Regions from separate parts of the Sus scrofa genome. Here all the other regions are linked to region 1. A link is a contact called in public HiChIP or PLAC-seq and promoter capture Hi-C data. All regions are on one chromosome and are shown on one strand. The core of a region is the stretch at or near the end of the contact, and the rest is flanking DNA. Distances in the headings are between cores, read along the strand shown.

Region 1 (2,952 bases), core at 336-2,835:
GGGATCCAGCATTGTCGTGAGCTGTGGTGTAGATCACAGACTGAGCTTGGATCTGGCATGGCTGTGGCAGGTGCAGCTCCAATTCGACCTCTAGCCTGGGAACGTCCATATGCCGTGGGTGTAGCCCTAAAAAAACAAAAAGAAAAGAAATTATTTTCCAAGGGCAGTCTTTTAAATTAATGTTTATTCTTTCCTTATTATTTTAAAATTTATTCTTAGTTATTTTGCACAAAAGGCATCTGCATCAATGGCACGGAAAACCCATGTTCAGCAGGTTTGGTATCTTTTCCTGCACTGATTTACAGTCTTTAATTTGTCTTGATCTTACAAAAGGTTTCAATATAAAAATGACAGTATGATTATTACCTAAATTCAGATGAAAACTGACATCATCTACAGGAGAGATGCACCCTAGCGATGCACCCAACCTTAAGACTAATTTTTAAGAGCTGCTCCTTTTCTGTCCCCTTAAAATGATTCTAAACTCTAAACTGCACTCAGTGAAGAAACTGACCGAATTTTATAGGGGAAATCGCTCGTAAACAGGTGGGATGCCTTTTGCAGGAACGGAGAAGGCACTTTAAACTTACCTCAAGAATTGTTTTTACAAATATCATGGCTCACTGACATTTCGCACTCCTGAAACGCATCCATCTTATTGTTAAAAAAAAAAAAAAAGGACTACCTCTTAAGTGAGAGGACACCCTTCACGAGCGAACTGCCGAAGGGAACAGCCCCAAAGAACTTAATTAAAAGTTAATTACCTGGCCTGAAAATGTGCTTTTGTTTTAGAAACTAAATACCAGCGGGACTTTCTCTTGCCCTGAATCCAGCCTGAGGACAACAAATTGGTCAACGGCGGAAGTTGCCTGACGAAATGACTGCAACATGAAATCCAGTTTTATGATCACAACAAAACCTTCCTTCCGGGGCCAGGCAAAAACTTGAGATAAACGTCCTTTTGGATGCAACAGGCAATCGCGAGCTCCCCCCGCCCCCCCCCCGCCCCGCCACCGGCCGGGGAGGAAGCGCTCGGCCTCGGACCCGCAGAGAGGACGTACAGCTCCCCATCAGAGAGTCCGAGGGGCCGCGGCCCGCACCCCGCCCTCCAGGCGCCCTTCTCGGCCCCGTCACCTCCCTCGGTCCCCGCGGCCGATCGGACACCAGCACTGACCTTCCGCAGGGCCGAGACTAAGAGTCCCCGCCATTTCGGACTGTTCTCTTCGCTGAAGAACTCGTAGGGCTGCGGCGCCTGCTGCATGGCCCCGGCCGCAGAGCCTCCACATCGGGGTCGGCCCGCGGGCCGAAATGGGCCGGGCCGGTAGCCTGACAGGCAGGGCTCTGGCTGCGTCGCCTCGCCGGCCGCCGCCGCCGCCTCCCGCCCGGGCCGGGGCTACGGCCGAGGCTGCTCGGAGGCGGCGCCGGCGGGCGGGGGCTCCGGGGGCGGCTTCCTCGGCCCGGGCGGCCTCGCCTCGCGCCGCGTCCGCAGAGGAAGCGCGGCGGCCTCCTTTCCCGGCGGCGTTGGCCCGCTTCTCGGGCGGCTCCTCCTCCTTTGTCTGCGTTCGCAGCCCGGCGGGGGTTCAGCTGGCCTGGACCCTGCTCGGACTCCCGCTACGGCCGCGGCGGGCGGAGAACTACGGCGACAGCGGCGGCTTGTCTCCTCATCGCCTCTCCTCCGCCCTCCCAACCGGCAAACGCCGCCCGGCCCGGCCCGGCCCGGCCCGCCCGAGTCACCTCCAGAGGGCCCTGGGGACCGAGCGGGCGTGCGCGTCTAACGAGCGAGCTACACTGCAGCGCGCAGAGCGCTGACCGCCGCCGCCGCCCCTTCAGCAGCCGCGCACAGCGCCCCAGGGCCGCCGCGGAGCTCCGGATCCCAGCAGCGGCGGCTCGGCCCGCCCCCTCCGCCCGGCACTCATCCCTGGGAGCCGGAGTAGTCCTGCACGGAGCATGCGCGCCGCGAATGTGGCAGAGGCGCCGGCCAGGCGCGCGGGCCCTGCCCCAGGAGCGCCCCTGTCCTGGACGCTTAATGGGCGTCTGTTCCACATAGACTTCCCTGCTTGCTGACTGCGTTTTACACACACTCTCCCCCCTCTTGATCTTCCCCAGACAATCCTGAGTCGGTGCTACTCCTCGAGCCCAAGGACTCCAGTCGTGGGAAGCAGTAAAGGTATTTGTAAAGAAAAGGGCTTTCTGTCTGGACAGGATATTTAACGTACTTGTGTTCCACATGGCGTTTTTGTATATGGGCAATAGTAACTATATCATACGGTGGTGGTGTGGGGATTGAAGGAGGCGAGGCGTGGAAAGCCCTTAGCGCACAGTAGGGCCAAAAGGGGCAGATGACAACGTTAATTAGGCTTAATCCTTCACTTGCATGAGCCCCTATGTTCACAAAATTATCGTTTTTGTAAAACTTTTCATATTTTTGCATTGTTTTCTTCTCTCTCTTTTTTTTTTTTCTTTTGTCTTTTCAGGGCCGCACCCGCGGCATATGGAGGTTCCCAGGCCAGCGGTCCAATCAGACCTGTAGCCGGCAACCTACACCACAGTCACAGCAACTTGGGTTCTGAGCCACGTCTGCGACCTACATCACAGCTCAGCGCAACGATGGATCCTTAACCCACTGAGTGAGCCCAGGGATCAAACACCGCAAATCAGGTTCGCTAACCGCTGAGCCACGAAGGGAACTCCTGCACTGTTTTCTTAATGGTGTCCTCCAAATTGCGTAGGTGTGGTGTCAGATCCCACAAAAGCTGTGTCCGCCCTTGGGGCCCAGCCATGCTCATTAGCAACCCCGAAAATGTCCCGACTTTCCTGCGATGAAGACTCTGGAAACTTGATCATTATTTTTTGTTTGTGCTTTTTTTTTTTTTTTTTTTGTCTTTTTGCCACTTCTGGGCCGCTCCCTGGGCATATGGGGGTTCCCAGGCTAGGGGTCTAATCGGAGCTGTA
Region 2 (2,700 bases), core at 122-2,621, 540 kb before region 1:
ATCTCCATAACCTAGTTATAAAATTTGAGGTGGGACTCCTATCTTTATATATAAATCAACATTCCAAGTCTTATGGAACTAAATTTAAATGAGAATTTGAAATGAACCTTAATTCTGTAACTTCCTTAATTTAGAACCAAAATAAGCACAAGATCCTATTTATATTTTAAAAATACAAAAGATTTCAGTAAGGTATCACTGTATTTATTCTCATACAGGCATTTTTTTTCCCCCTATGGCTTCAACACCTTCCTCTCAAATATAGAATAAAAAAAATTCTCAAGGCTTAGAACTGGATCACTTGGCCCTTTCTCTTCTTATCTCCTCCAAGTTCAAAATGCTTGCATCTCTTAATTGCCAGCATCCTCTTGGATCTGCAGTTGGGCTCAACACATTCAAGCCTCAGCACAATCTTCTTTGTGGTTTTAGCCTTCTTCCGGAAAATTGGCTTTGTTTGCCCGCCATAGCCACTCTGTTTCCGATCATAGCGCCTCTTTCCCTGGGCATAGAGGGAATCCTTGCCCTTCTTATACTGGGTCACTTTGTGAGGCTGATGTTTTCCACACTTCTTACAGAAAGTCCTTCGGGTTTTAGGTACGTTGACCATCTTTGCAACAGGGGTGTTTTCACGATGAATACTGTGGTAAAATATTTAAAATACAGCAACAGACGTTAAACATTTTGAAATTTTAAGTTTTGTAAATATGGAAATAGTAACATTACAGAAATCATTAACGTATAAATGCACCAAATACGCATTTTCCACACGAATAAATATATATATGTGCACAACTCTTTAGAAGGCTAATCATCGGAGCAGTGATAAAATGAGGCTCACTAAAATAAGGGCCAGAGCAGCAGCATAAGGATGCCCTATACAGTCAGGTCCCCCTACTGACTCTAAGTTCCAAAGTGGGTTCCTTTGGTCCTTAATTTACCGTGGTTACCCAACAACTAAAGCGTGGTCGTGTGATAATCTACTCTCCTTCGGAAGAGTGGGAGAGTGAGCGCGAGAGCCAGTCTGGCTCCGGGTGCGGTGTAGCTGGTGCCAAGGCCGAGCCCGGCCCTTCTCTGAGGACCGCAGCAACGTGGTTTGACTTCTCCCTCCGAAACACGGTCTCCCTTCAGCGGCCCCGAAGGCTGACGTGTCCTTAACAAGTGCCTCCCGGCCCGGCAGCCGCCATGCGGGAGCCCCTTCCCGGAAGGGAGAAGCCCGTTCTTGAAATCCCCCAAGGCGGCGGGCCTCGCCCTCCCTCTCCTACCAGGGTTCGCCCGGCCACCCCGGGATCCTGAGCTTCGGGGGCTCCAGTCGAGACCGCTACCACTCCGCGTGTAGCTTACCAGTAAAACCGATGTCCACGTTCCGGGTCTCGCTCTGCTCTAGCCTCACCGGAAAAGGAGGATCGGGACGGAAGCAGGAACTGAGCCTGAGCGACAGCGCCGCGGCCCAATAAGAGGCGGGCAGCGACGCCCGGTCGTCTCCCGACGCGTCGGGGAAGCGCCAACCGACGGCCCGAGGGGCGGGCCGGAGGGGTGTGGGCCCGGGGGCCGCGGAGCTCCGCGAGCCAGTTGCTGGTTGTCAGGACAGTCTCCGCGGGAGTGGGACGAGGTTGCGTCCCTCGGTCCGGGACGTCCGGTGCCTGCGTAAGGATGAAAGCCCAGAGGACGCAGGGCCGCTGGAAGCGCAGGTAACGGAGCCGGGGTGCGGTGGGGCCGCGGCGGGCTTCTCGGACCCGTGCCGGATGGAGAGGACCGAGGCGACGCTGAGTCGCGGCTCCTAGCGGCGGGACAGCCTGAGCTGCAGCTGCCAGGCGAGGATGTGTGGAGCCCGGGCGGCACAGGGGAGCTGAGCGCCTTCGGGCCCCAGGACCCCCGGGGCCAGGGATGAGTTAGCGAGGGCAGCCGCGGAGGCCCATTCCGATCGCTGCAGGCCACGGCCGCCGCCCGCCCGCCCTTTCCGTGCGGGATCCGCTAGCTCCTTTACGCGCCTGCCCGCGCTCCCGGCCCCGGAGACCATGAGGTTCCGCATCTACAAGCGGAAGGTGCTGATCTTGACGTTCGTGGTGGCCGCCTGCGGCTTCGTCCTCTGGAGCAGCAATGGGCGACAAAGGAAGAATGAGGCCCTCGCCCCGCCGCTGCTGGACGCCGAGCCCGTGCGGGGTGCGGGCGCCCGGGCCGGGGACCATCCTGCCATATCCGTGGGCATCCGCCGGGGCTCCAACGATTCGGCGGCTCCGCTGGTCGCGGCAGCCCCGCAGCCCGAGGTGGACAACCTGACGCTGCGGTACCGGTCCCTAGTGTACCAACTGAACTTTGACCAGACGTTGAGGAATGTGGATAAGGTCAGCTCCTGGGTCCCCCGCGAGCTTGTGCTGGTGGTCCAGGTGCACAACCGGGCCGAATACCTCAAACTGCTCCTGGACTCACTTCGGAAAGCCCAGGGAATCGACAACGTCCTCGTCATCTTTAGCCATGACTTCTGGTCGACTGAGATTAATCAGCTGATCGCTGGGGTGGATTTCTGTCCGGTTCTGCAGGTGTTCTTTCCTTTCAGCATTCAGTTGTACCCTAACGAGTTTCCGGGTACTGACCCCAGAGATTGCCCTAGAGACCTGGAGAAGAATGCAGCTTTGAAAATGGGATGCATTAATGCTGAATATCCCGACTCCTTCGGCCATTACAGAGAGGCCAAGTTCTCCC
Region 3 (2,772 bases), core at 20-2,519, 610 kb after region 1:
CCGAGCGGTAGAAAGTAAAAAAGCAAAGCAGCATCAACTGACCCAGTCCTACTCCCCACAGGTAACCTCTGCTTTGGTGCAGATGTCAAAATACACACAGGGACCTACAGGCATATCTCATAGGGCTGCAACCACACTCAGAAAAGCACAATCATAAAATAAGTCTAGATTTCTCCAGAGAAACACTAGATAGAAATACTGCAATAAACACACTGTTTAAAAAATAATAATAATTATGGAAAAAGAAACTATTTCAAATAGAACACATCCAAGGAACGGTGGGAGCAGAGGGGAGGGCAGGCTTTGGAGTCTGGGCTCCACTCTTCAGGTTGGCTTCTCAGCAGGTGAGTGCCCAGTGAAAATGAGACTGCCTTTCCTGAGCCAGGATCCTTCGGTTTAGAAATGCTCAGACAGGGAGTTCTTGTTGTGGCTCAGTGAGTTAACCCAACTAGTATCCATGAGGATACAGACTGGATCCCTGGCCTCACTCAATAGGATCCAGTGTTGCTGTGAGCTGTGGTGTTGCCAGGCAGCTGTAGCTCTGATTCGACTCCTAGCCTGGGAACTTCCATACACCACAGGTGTGCCCCTAAGAAAAAAAAAAAAGAAAGAAAGAAAAAAGAAATGCTCGGATTGGAGGTCTGTGAAGGGAGGATGAAGGACAGAGGGACAGAGGGCTGGCTGCGGCAGGGGAGGACTCTAAGCCCCTGGCAACCTCCCCAATCCCCTCTCTTTAAAGCTACTATTACTCTTATAACTTGTAACGGCCAAAGGCAGAGGGAGGCAGAGCACCTGTAGGCTTGGGCTTTGGAAAGCAGAAGAAACAGCTGCGCATCGACGGGCAAGCCCAGGAGCAGGAGGGCAGCCCCGGCTGAGCCTGAAAATAATACCCAGCCACACAGCTTGACAAAGGCCTCCGGTCGTGCGGAGCGGGAGGGTCTGGCCCAGTGGCTCCTTGCCAGGCAGTTCTGGGGCCACGTGGGGAAGAGCCCAGACCCTCCCTGCCTCCCTCCTCCAGATCCTACACCACCTTCGGGAGGACCAGCCTGCCCTCAGTGAACACCCACCGCAGCAATCACCAGCTTTGCTTCTAGGCCTGTCTCACTGCCGTCTCATTTCCGGGTGTGAAGATGGATTGGCTGTGTACCTCTGTTTACAGCATCTCTTCCTGCAGTGAAAGCGAACCCCCTACGGGTCTGCGGGTCTGAGGGTCTGCGGAGTTCTTCAGTTTTCAGATGGGCGGGAATGAAATGAATAGTCTCTGGAGAGGAAGAGGAAGAGGAAGTGCCGCTGTGTCCTCCCCCCACCGCTCCTCCGCCCCCATTTAAAAAGAGAGCCCCAGGCACTGGCTTGCTACTCTTAACAATGTTGTCAGCTCCGAGTTAGAGTGGGCTCCCCACAAAAGTGGTGCTAGCTGCCCGGGTTTGCTTCCTTTGTCCCTGGTGCTGGGATATCTTGCCCTGCCCCGGGCTTCAACTTGGATTGGTCAGGAAAAAGTGTCTCAGCTTTAAAATGATCAAACTCCTGGAGCTCCCGTTGTGGCTCAGCCTTAACCAAGCCGACTAGTATCCACGAAGACGAAGGTTCAATCCCTGGCCTCGCTCAGTTGGGTTAAGAATCCTACGTTGCAGTGAGCTCTGGTGTAGGTCACAGACACGGCTGGGATCCAGCTTTGCTGGGGCTGTGGTGTAGGCCGACAGCTGCAGCTCAGATAGACCCCTAGCCTGGGAACTTCCTTATGGCACAGGTGGGACCCTAGAAAGATAGACAGATAGACAGACAGATAGATAGATAGATAAATAAATAAGATTTAAATAGATTGAAAAAATAATTGTCAATAGAAAAAAACATTTAGGAAGTAAGGATATTAAGCACTCATGGAGAGCAGAAAACATGCCAGAACAGTAAATTCTTCTAAAATTTAATTTTAGAGTTGAAGAAATGTTTCTCTTTGGTTTAAATGATTTTAAATAGAGCTTGGCCAGCATCTCAATGTCTAGAGTCAAGCTTTCTGCTTCAAAAGTGTCACCATTCTTCTATCTCCTGGTCAGCTCACTGCTGCCCCCGTGTGTCTCATCTAAACATCACAACACAGTTTTCTGTTTGGCAAATAAAAGTGTAGAAAACCTCTACCAGTCTGTTGGCTCCCGTGGCAATAAACAGTATAGAATTAAAGCAATGTTCTGGCTTATTAGTGAGAGCTATGAAACCCAGGTGAATGTTCAACAAGTCTTTTACTTTGGAAAACATCATTATACGGTCCTTTCTCTTTCTCTCTCTTGTTTTTTTCAATTCATTGTCTCCTTCCTGAAAGGATAAATTTAATCCCTAGAGGAAGTGGTAATGAGCATAGTGATGTAAGTCCTATTAATGATACCCCTTCAAGAGAAACCACATGATTTATTCATCGATGTGCATTAGATTTTATTTTATAGCTTTGATTAAAAAGCTTATGTTCAGGATGATTGAAAGTTTGCATAGTCTCTGATGTGAGATAATTTCTTTCTTTTTCTTGCTTTTTTTTTTTCCTTTTTTTTTTTTTTTTTTTACTTTTTAGGGCTGCACCTGCGGCAGATGGAGGTTCCCAGGATAGGGGTCAAATTGGAGCTACAGATACCGGCCTACACCACAGCCACAGTAACATCAGATCCTTAACCCACTGAGCAAGGCCAGGGATCCAATCCACAGCCTCATAGTTCCTAGTTGGATTTGTTTCTGCTGAGCCATGATGGGAACTCCAAGATAATTTCTGAGGTGTGGCTCAAACACACA

The links. Promoter capture Hi-C pulls out the DNA fragments that hold promoters and counts their contacts. HiChIP or PLAC-seq counts read pairs in DNA pulled down with a chosen protein or histone mark.
Region 2: a promoter capture Hi-C map of liver shows a contact between it and region 1, with 2.3 times the contacts expected there. The contact joins the promoter of RPL36AL here to the promoter of SOS2 in region 1. A contact is called at or near these places in 2 of 5 promoter capture datasets (fetal liver and liver), 3 of 47 Hi-C or Micro-C datasets (alveolar macrophages, heart right ventricle and skeletal muscle) and 1 of 2 datasets of contacts at active chromatin or transcription factors (alveolar macrophages).
Region 3: an H3K27ac HiChIP or PLAC-seq map of alveolar macrophages shows a contact between it and region 1. The contact joins the promoter of NIN here to the promoter of SOS2 in region 1. A contact is called at or near these places in 1 of 47 Hi-C or Micro-C datasets (liver) and 1 of 2 datasets of contacts at active chromatin or transcription factors (alveolar macrophages).

What each region holds. Positions count from the first base shown.
Region 1 is chr1:180,013,356-180,016,307 of Sscrofa11.1, forward strand. SOS2 (son of sevenless homolog 2) reads right to left here and starts at 1,586. Exons shown (of 23, transcript XM_021101439.1): 1 at 1,175-1,586. The coding sequence starts at 1,261.
Region 2 is chr1:179,476,449-179,479,148 of Sscrofa11.1, forward strand. It overlaps RPL36AL (ribosomal protein L36a like), which reads right to left and starts at 1,372. Exons shown (of 2, transcript NM_213917.1): 1 at 1,342-1,372; 2 at 190-638. The coding sequence starts at 607. The coding sequence ends at 287. MGAT2 (mannosyl (alpha-1,6-)-glycoprotein beta-1,2-N-acetylglucosaminyltransferase) reads left to right here and starts at 2,016. Exons shown (of 1, transcript NM_001128482.1): 1 at 2,016-2,700. The coding sequence starts at 2,016.
Region 3 is chr1:180,620,706-180,623,477 of Sscrofa11.1, forward strand. It overlaps NIN (ninein), which reads right to left and starts at 1,270. Exons shown (of 34, transcript XR_002346861.1): 1 at 1,068-1,270.